3 separate regions of the Mus musculus genome follow, and all the other regions are linked to region 3. The links are chromatin contacts, called in public Hi-C and promoter capture Hi-C maps. All regions are on one chromosome and are shown on one strand. The core of a region is the stretch at or near the end of the contact, and the rest is flanking DNA. Distances in the headings are between cores, read along the strand shown. Region 1 holds the start of Wtap (Wilms tumour 1-associating protein). Region 2 overlaps Afdn (afadin, adherens junction formation factor). Region 3 holds the start of 1600012H06Rik (RIKEN cDNA 1600012H06 gene).

Region 1 (2,700 bases), core at 101-2,600, 2.0 Mb before region 3:
ATATATGTGCATCACGTGCACGCCTGATGCCACCCACTGAGGTCAGAAGTGGGAAGTCAAAATTCCAGAACAAGAGTTAAGGATGGTCAAGAGCCATCATTCCGGTGCTGGAAGAGAAACTGCTGAGCCAACTCTCCAGTCCCAAAGCTCAAACATAAGCTAAAGGGAAAGAAAGGTAGAATTTGTAGTAACTGATCTGTGACTTCCACCTATCTTTCCAAACAATAAAATTAACTAAATGAAAAGGCTAGGGTAGAGCGTGAAAACGATGAAAAAGGCGTAAATAAAACGTAGAGGATTATAACATGCTCCTTGAAGCTTTAACAGGCTCACCGATCTTTACAACCAGCTTACAGTGTATTCTTAGTCCTTTGGGGTCAAATTAACTGACTTCCTCATTCTCAAACCAAGAACTGTGGGCTCGGGGAATTGCTGAACGGCAGAAGGCTGGCCTAGCGTGCATGCACAAGGCCTAGCCGCCCCCCACGCCCATAAAACATGTACACAGAGAGGAAAACTTAGGTCTTGTTCTACCGTGCACCCGCTGTCTTATGCAAAACAATTTTAAATACGGTCAAATCAGCCATACAGAAATCCAAAACTAGACTAGAAGTTCACGAAAAATTCCACTAAGCTGTCAAAAAAAAAAAAAAAAAAGAACTACTCTCACAATGCATGCACTTATGTAAAAATGGAAGTCCACAGGTGAACGTGGTTGCAAAGACAAGCTACTACGTGGTACGGAATTGTTTTTAACAAAAAAAAAACCCAAAAAACAAAACAGAATGCTTCACTTGTGCCATACAGAACTGTGGGTACCTCTGGGTCCCCGGTGACGAACCCTGGAAGGTGGGAGGGGGCGACAGAGGCGGGGAAAGGACCGGCATGGCCAGTCAGCCCCGAGAGGGCGGCCTCCGGCCTCCCCGCCTCCCCGGCCGCGGGAACGCCCGCCCTGTCCCCTGCCGTCAGGGACGGAAGTAGAATGGCCGCGAAGCGGTGCAAGGATCCCCACGGGCAGCAAACCGCTCTGCCTAACGGGAAACCTGCACGGCCGCAGGCCCGGTCGCCCTTCCGGCCCGGAGTGCATTTCCCCGGGTCTAGGGCGGCCGCGCCTCGCTCCCCGGCCCCACAGGCCCTCGTGGCCATTCCCGCTGCGGGCTGCACCTACCTTCCCAGCCCGAGGCTGCGCGGGCGCCGCCAGTCACACAGGCCGAGGCCGCGCCGCCGCCGGCCCCCCCGCGCTCCTCCCGCCGCAGCGCTGGCGAGAACCTTTATTTGCGGGTCTCGCAGCCACAAAATGGCGCTGAGGGAGGAAAGCCGGCCCTGCCGCCGGCCCCGCCCCGCCCGGACTGCGCCCCGCCCCGAGCGCGCCGCGGAGACCCCGCCCGTGGCCCACTCACCCGAGACGCGCCTCTCGGGCGCCTCCTCGGTCACCGCGCCGGGCGCCTCTGGAGAGAAGGGGCGAGGGGCGGCCGGCTCGGCCCCGCTCGGGACCTCGGGGCGCGGAGAGGCAGCGGCACTACGCCGCCGCCGCACGGAGACAGTCCGCGGAAGCCCGCACCGGCCCCGTCGGGGCTCTGCAAGCTCAGCGGGGCTGGGAAGGGAAGCGGCCGGAGAGAAGGGCGGGCCCGCGAGGTCGGAGGTCACCCGCGAGGCATCTCGGGACGACGGCCGCTGCCGGACAAGCTCGGCGGGGCCACCTGCGGCTGCTGCGCGGCCTGGGCGGAGGAATCCGAGCCGACAAGCGCGTGATTGGCTCTTCCAGGCAGTCTCACAGCTCAGGATGCTTCCGCGCATCGTGCCGGAACGGGGAGACAGCGGCTTCATGCTTAAGCGCCCCTCGTTTTAAGTTGGGGGCGGGGGAGGGGGACTTAGAAGCCGTCGCCGTTCTTGGGGCCGCCGGCTTTGCCCCGGGGCGTCTTTGGGTTTGAGTCGAGGAGCCAGGAGGCTGCGCGTGTGGGCAGACTGGAAGCCCCGGGAAGGCAGCCGGGTGAGGGTTCTGGAGTACTCTAGCAAGAACAGCGGTGCTCGGCAGTCTCTTCAGCACTTCCCAGATGGGACAGTCATATTTAGGCTTAGTCGGTTTTATGAGCCCGGTTAATCCCCAGCGTAGGTGCCCTGCCTGAGATCATTTATAAGGATACAGTTACAGTAGAGACCAGATGCCACCACTAGGTAGTTTACATCGCAGGGTCCTTGGAAAACTAAAGAAAATGGAGAAGGACGTGAACAGATGGTTCACAGATCCTTAAAATATTCCATAGAAGGAGGATCAACTTTGTTTATAATGGAAATATACATTGAAATCCTGTTTCCTGGTGAGGATGCAGACATTAATAGTTATGTGTTACTTTGGAATGAGTCCTGGCTTGAGTGAATAAAGCAAGGTGTAGAAATACATATACACATATATGTAGGCACATATCGAGAAAATGGAAGAATATTGCAGAAACTTAATAGTTACTCAAAAGAGGGTAATGGCTGTAGGAGATAAAGGTAGAAACAGCAAGACTTGTGAGTTTTCAAAACTTATGAAACGAATAGGTAAAACAAGAAAATCCCTCCAGAGTCCAAAACAAATTGAAAGGAATCAATTCAAATTAAAATTGATAGCGGAACTGAAAGATACACAAAAGAAAGAATATAGCTGCAGTGTTTGAATTTCATGCTCTGGCTCTGTGCCTACAGAGGGCTCTGTCC
Region 2 (2,774 bases), core at 153-2,652, 1.1 Mb before region 3:
TTCTTCTGGTAAGGAACTAAAATAAAAGTCAGTAATTACAGAAAAATAGCATTAAAAAGGATATATTACATTAATAATATGTGGTTCCTTGGGCAGGTTTTTCCAACTCTCTCCTTCAGGTTTCAGTGTTCATTTTTATTTCTAAGGCTGCTTCGGTTTTTCCCAGCTGGCTATTATAATTAACTAGAGATTAGATATGTTCTTTGTGGTTCAACAGTCTTAGGAGATAGCTGAGATACACCGATGCTGAATAGAATAGTAAAGTGTGAAAGCCACTCTAATTTATGGCCAAGGCCGTGTGGTTCTTAGGGTAGTAGTTTCATATTTATTATGTTTGAGGACCTGTATTCATTGCTAGGCAGTTTGTGAAGAATTATTGGTGCTACTTTGTCCTCAATTCTCTGACTAGGAGTTCACTGTTAGTCAGAGATGTTCTGTGATGTAAGGACATGGTGCCTGTTTACCTGAAGGAAGGAAGAGAAATGGTGAAAATGCCATTGGGTTTTAACTGAAAACTTTGAGGGTCTTTTTCAAGGATGGGTCTGTCCATCAAAATGTTGCATTGGTTGGAGAACTTATGTGTGGTAGTTTGAGAGTCTTAGTTGTTAGCAGTTGACAGTAATCTTTAAATGTATAGTAGAAAATAGACTTTGGTAGACAGCAGAGAGGCTACATCAGACACCATTCTGGGCTTCAGACATAGAGTGGTAACAGCATAGATTGGCCCAACCCTCGTATCTAATGACTGCTTCCATGGTTTGCTTAATTTTTACTTGTCTGTCAGATAACCGCATGCATTTAATGTTTTGTGTTTCAAAGATGGCAGACCCTGGATAAAGGTCAGTTCTGTCCTACTTTTCATCAAATGCTAGCAACAACACAGTTGCATATTCACCAGTACCTTTCTTAGCACTTGGTTACCTTCAGGCAACATTTATCGAGCTCCTATGTAAGCAGATCAATGGATATGAAGATAGCTAAGAAAGACTGTCTCTGATAGCAGGTAATGAACTCAGTTTAATTTCAGTGCCTCTCCAGATCCACACTCCCTTCTAAGTCTCTGGGCTGCTTGTGAGAGCTACCTTCATATCCAAAATGAGGAAACATTGTTTTTGTCCTAAGGGTGGTAGGTTTGCTGGTAGGGCCTGAGTGCTAGAATAAGGTCTTTGTTGCCTCAGAGCTGTGTCACTTTGCATTATGAGAAATATTCATGCATATTGATATGTTATGGGTGGATAAGGACTATATTTGCATTAGGCACATTGTCAGTTAAGTGTGTGCCCTCAATGTGGAAGACTGGGAGGTATTGGCAGGAATTTTCAGAGGTGCAGGTGTGTTTACAGGATTACAGAAGAATGGAAGCCAGGGTACTGATTCTCTTGTGTGTTGGATTTGAATGTGCCCTTTAAACGGAGGGAGCCAGCCAAGTGGGGTGGTAACCTATAAGGTTAACTCACTGTTAACACAAGCTGTCCTGCTGCTTGGTGACTCACCTGTTACCCCGCTGTTTTCCTTAACAGTCTGCACTGGTTTCTAAAACACTGACTGGGTCTACTGTAGTCTTTTCCCCACAGCTCTGAATGCTGGTGGGTAAAATGTGCCAGTTCTTCCTTTGAAGCATCTTACTGAAGCTCACCCTTTGCATCTCTTCTCCTCCTTCCCTCTTCCACCTGTTCTGCATGGTCTCTGTCCTGCTGATGCTGCCTTCACCTGGGTCCTGGCATGTCTCTTAATCCCAGGGAGAAGGAATCACTTTGCCTACTACAGCTATCACACTTACGAAGGTAATGCTCTGCTTATACTACTTTTGTAATTGGGGCACTAACAGGACCTCCTAGGTGAACAATGTTGACTGAGCAGACACTGTATGTGTAAGAAGTGTAACATGCTGGCTTTCTATTCATATCTATTTAGTGTTCTGTGTCCAGAACCCAGATTATTTATTGGAAGCCCCCACCTCCCCTTTTAAATGCTTATTTTCCCAAGTTCCCTCTGGGAAGTGAATGCAGACACAGGATTGAGTGCAGACTTGTAGCATGCAAGCAAAGGGCCATTAAATGCTCTTGAGCTGTGTTATGGCCTGTGTCCCTTTCATCTTAAAGAACATCTCATCCCAAAATTTGAAATGCTTTAAGTGCTGACGTGAAACCAGAAGCTCATGTAGTGAGTGACCTCATGTAATGGATGTAGTTATCACCCAGGCACCCGAAATATGTTTGATGCAGTTTCCTGTAAGGCTGTGTATTTAGCTGTATATTAGATGGTCATAGAATTTATATTTAAACATAAGTTCCAACACCACAATTTGTAGTATATTAAATATTTGTCAGTATGTCACAATCTGAGGGAAAATTGCATTATGAAACTTGGCTAGGGTTTTGGTAGCCTATTGTATCTGCCCTGAGTCGGATTATGGCTGGCCTATAGCACTTCAGATATCCTAATTTTCCACTGGAGAGGCACTCAGGTGCTATGGACTATGTAGAGTGCTCCCTGGAGGTGGAAGACAGTTGGAATGGAGGTTGAAGGAACATCCATAATACTCCTGCTTGTGACCATCAGCTTCCAGTCTAGAGATGGAGGTGGGTTGCCATGGGGAGAGAGGTCAGAGGCACCAAACTTCCAGCCATTCTCATTTGCCAGCCTCCCTCTGCTTGGACTAGATGTTCTGTTACCCACTGGTCCTATAGTCATTAGCTTCTCTGTACTCTATATAAGGTTGTCTCTGGCTTCTGCTGTAGTGAAGTGTAGGAAGAAAGGAGAGACTGGGAACG
Region 3 (2,700 bases), core at 39-2,538:
CAGGAAAAGTCTCCAGACATGAAATCTAGTCTTAAGAACTGTGTGCATGCTTTCTCCTCCAGCCAAGCAAGATGCCTAAAGGAAAGACAGCCAAGGGAAGAAGGTGACCCTGAGCATCGCCGGTGTCAAGGACCAGGAGGCCAAAAAAGTGGTCAATCCTTAGTTTGAGAAAAGGCCCACGAATTTCGCCATTTGGGAAGGACATCCAGCCCAAAAGAGATCTTACACGCTTCATCAAATGGCCCCGCTACATCATGCTGCAGCGGCAAAGAGCCATCCTCTACAAGCGGCTCAAAGTCCCTCCTGCCATTAACCAGTTCACCCAGGCCCTGGACAGGCAAACAGCTTGCCCACAAGTACAGGCCAGAGACAACGCAAAAGAAGCAAAGGCTACTGGCCCCTGCTGAGAAGAAAGCTGCTGGCAAAGGCGACGTCCCAACTAAGAGACCACCTGTCCATTGAGCAGGAGTCAATATAGTCACCACCTTGGTGGAGAACAAGAAGGCTCAGCTGGTGGTGATTGCCCATGATGTAGACCCCATTGAGCTGGTGGTTTTCCTGCTTGTCCTGCCCAGGTTGGGGCGCCTGGTCCACAGGAAGAAATGCACCACTGTTGCCTTCACATAGGTTAACCCGGAAGACAAGGGTGCTCTGGCTAAGCTGGTGGAAGCTATTAGGATCAATTGTAATCACAGATATAACGAGATCCGTCGCCACTGAGGAGGCAACGTGCTGGGCCCTAAGTCTGTGGCTCGCGTTGCCAAGCTGGAAAAAGCAAAGGCTAAAGAACTCGCCACTAAACTTGATTAAATGTACACTAAGTTTTCTAATTACTAAATTACTTCCCAAAAAAATGTGGGGGGTGGGGTGATGGCAATTGTGGGCTTGGGGGGGGGGGAGGAATCATTTCTTACTAGTAGTTCTCATGTTGAAATTTATATTTCCCTTCTGTCATGGTTTAAGACAAATCCAAAAGTGTCCCTCCCGGTGCTGCCCGCACTCAGGGGCTTGTGCTGCAGGGCTTAGGGAGGCCACTCACGCGCGGCTCTGGGGGCGCGGGAGGAGAAGGCTGGACCGGGCGCGGCTCGGCCCTCCGCCATCCGGGAGCAGGCTTCCCAGTCATCCCCTCAAGGGAGCTTGTCGCAAGCTGCAATCCCTGGCAGCCTCACCGACCGTCCAGCCCACTTTCCCCGGAACTCACCGACCACGCCAGCCGCGTCGCTATGGTTACGGGGGAAAGCTGCTCTATTCTCGCGAGAGCCTGGCGTTACCTCACTTCCGGTCCCTTAGGCCGGAGTTGGTTCCCAAAAGCCCTCGCTTCCGGAGTACCACACTTCCGGGCGCGGCCTCTTTTCCGCCAGCTGGGGCGAGTTCCAGGCTGAGCCCGGGTGCTGCGGGTGCTGCGTGGCCTGCGGGGCGTGGCGGTGAGTTCGGGGTTGGCGACCTCGCTATTCTCCAGACACCTGCGCCCCCAGGGGCCTGTCCTAAGGTCCCTCTTACCGCTTCCCTCTTCCCACCCGCCTCCTCTGCTCCTCCCTCTCTGCTGTTCCCTACTCTTTATCCCTTCTCTCCTTCCCCTTCCCCACCGTCGGTTCCCGGGACCCAGGTGCACGAATCTTGGTCTGCGTGGACGAGCACCTCGGGTCACGCCTGTCACCCGTACCTTCCCAGCACAGCGACTGCAGATGAGGGAGTCCCCGAGTTGAGTGCCCCAGCGATGGCTACTCCCTGGAGGCGCGCCCTGTTGATGATCCTGGCGTCCCAGGTGGTGACCCTGGTAAAATGTTTGGAAGACGACGACGTCCCGGAGGAGTGGCTCCTTCTGCACGTGGTCCAGGGCCAAATAGGAGCCGGGAATTACAGCTACTTGCGGTTGAACCATGAGGGTAAAATTATTCTCAGGATGCAGAGCCTGAGAGGGGATGCGGACCTGTACGTGTCGGACAGCACTCCGCACCCGAGCTTCGACGACTATGAGCTGCAGTCTGTCACTTGCGGCCAGGATGTGGTCTCTATACCGGCACACTTCCAGCGACCGGTCGGGATAGGAATTTATGGACACCCCTCTCACCATGAGAGCGACTTTGAGATGAGGGTATACTATGACAGAACTGTGGATCAGTACCCATTCGGAGAGGCTGCCTATTTCACTGACCCAACAGGAGCCAGTCAGCAGCAGGCTTACGCTCCAGAAGAGGCAGCCCAAGAGGAGGAATCAGTTCTCTGGACGATATTGATTAGCATTTTGAAACTGGTGCTTGAAATTCTCTTCTGATCCCTTGAATATGCTGGAGCACAAACCCTTATTTTCACAGAGCGATTACAGTTTGCTGCGAACCTAGCTACTTGACCTGGTGAAACTCTGGTTACTTTTTTCTAGACTAGGATGGAAAAATAAAGCCATACAGTTTTGTTACCTCAGTTTACTCCCCAAGCAGGAAAAGCAGCAAGCACAATATTTTAGAGATTAAAATTCCTATAAAAAGGAGTCTGCTCAATAAAATGTTTAAATGCATTTTGGTTAGTCAGGTGAGTAAGAAGATTACAGTAACAGGCTGTATAAATCAGATTAAACTTTACTGCTGGTGCAGAAGTTGATGACTGTAGAATTTATAGACATTTAAATGAAGTACAGCACTTCGAGTTTTAAAGTCTTTAACATTTTAAAGCCAGGTGGAAAATGCAGTGACAGGTTCGCTC

Evidence for each region. Promoter capture Hi-C pulls out the DNA fragments that hold promoters and counts their contacts. A called contact is a pair of places that touch in the nucleus more often than the background predicts.
Region 1: a Hi-C map of B cells shows a contact between it and region 3, with 8 read pairs. The contact joins the promoter of Wtap here to the promoter of 1600012H06Rik in region 3. A contact is called at or near these places in 13 of 39 promoter capture datasets (the C10 cell line, the HPC-7 cell line, cranial neural crest and 7 more), 1 of 484 Hi-C or Micro-C datasets (B cells), 3 of 115 datasets of contacts at active chromatin or transcription factors (astrocytes, embryonic stem cells and large pre-B cells) and 2 of 9 other capture datasets (adipose tissue and liver).
Region 2: a contact with region 3 is called in a promoter capture Hi-C map of liver, with 3 times the contacts expected there. The contact joins the enhancer-like site here to the promoter of 1600012H06Rik in region 3. A contact is called at or near these places in 6 of 39 promoter capture datasets (the 3T3-L1 cell line, embryonic stem cells, frontonasal cranial neural crest and 2 more).

The regions. Positions count from the first base shown.
Region 1 is chr17:12,990,909-12,993,608 of GRCm38.p6, forward strand. Wtap (Wilms tumour 1-associating protein) reads right to left here and starts at 1,351. Exons shown (of 8, transcript NM_001113533.1): 1 at 1,169-1,351.
Region 2 is chr17:13,824,204-13,826,977 of GRCm38.p6, forward strand. It overlaps Afdn (afadin, adherens junction formation factor), which reads left to right. Exons shown (of 33, transcript NM_010806.1): 9 at 1,740-1,784. Among named protein-coding and RNA genes, the nearest start is that of Tcte2, 64 kb to the left of the region's middle. Within about 2 kb of position 1,403, at least 10 of the 459 cell types and tissues checked have an H3K27ac peak or open chromatin away from gene starts, as enhancers often do. A contact at or near this core is called in liver, where this site is marked.
Region 3 is chr17:14,941,896-14,944,595 of GRCm38.p6, forward strand. 1600012H06Rik (RIKEN cDNA 1600012H06 gene) reads left to right here and starts at 1,289. Exons shown (of 2, transcript NM_026451.2): 1 at 1,289-1,424; 2 at 1,672-2,700. The coding sequence starts at 1,718. The coding sequence ends at 2,275. It overlaps Wdr27 (WD repeat domain 27), which reads right to left and starts at 1,229. Exons shown (of 25, transcript NM_175173.3): 1 at 1,202-1,229.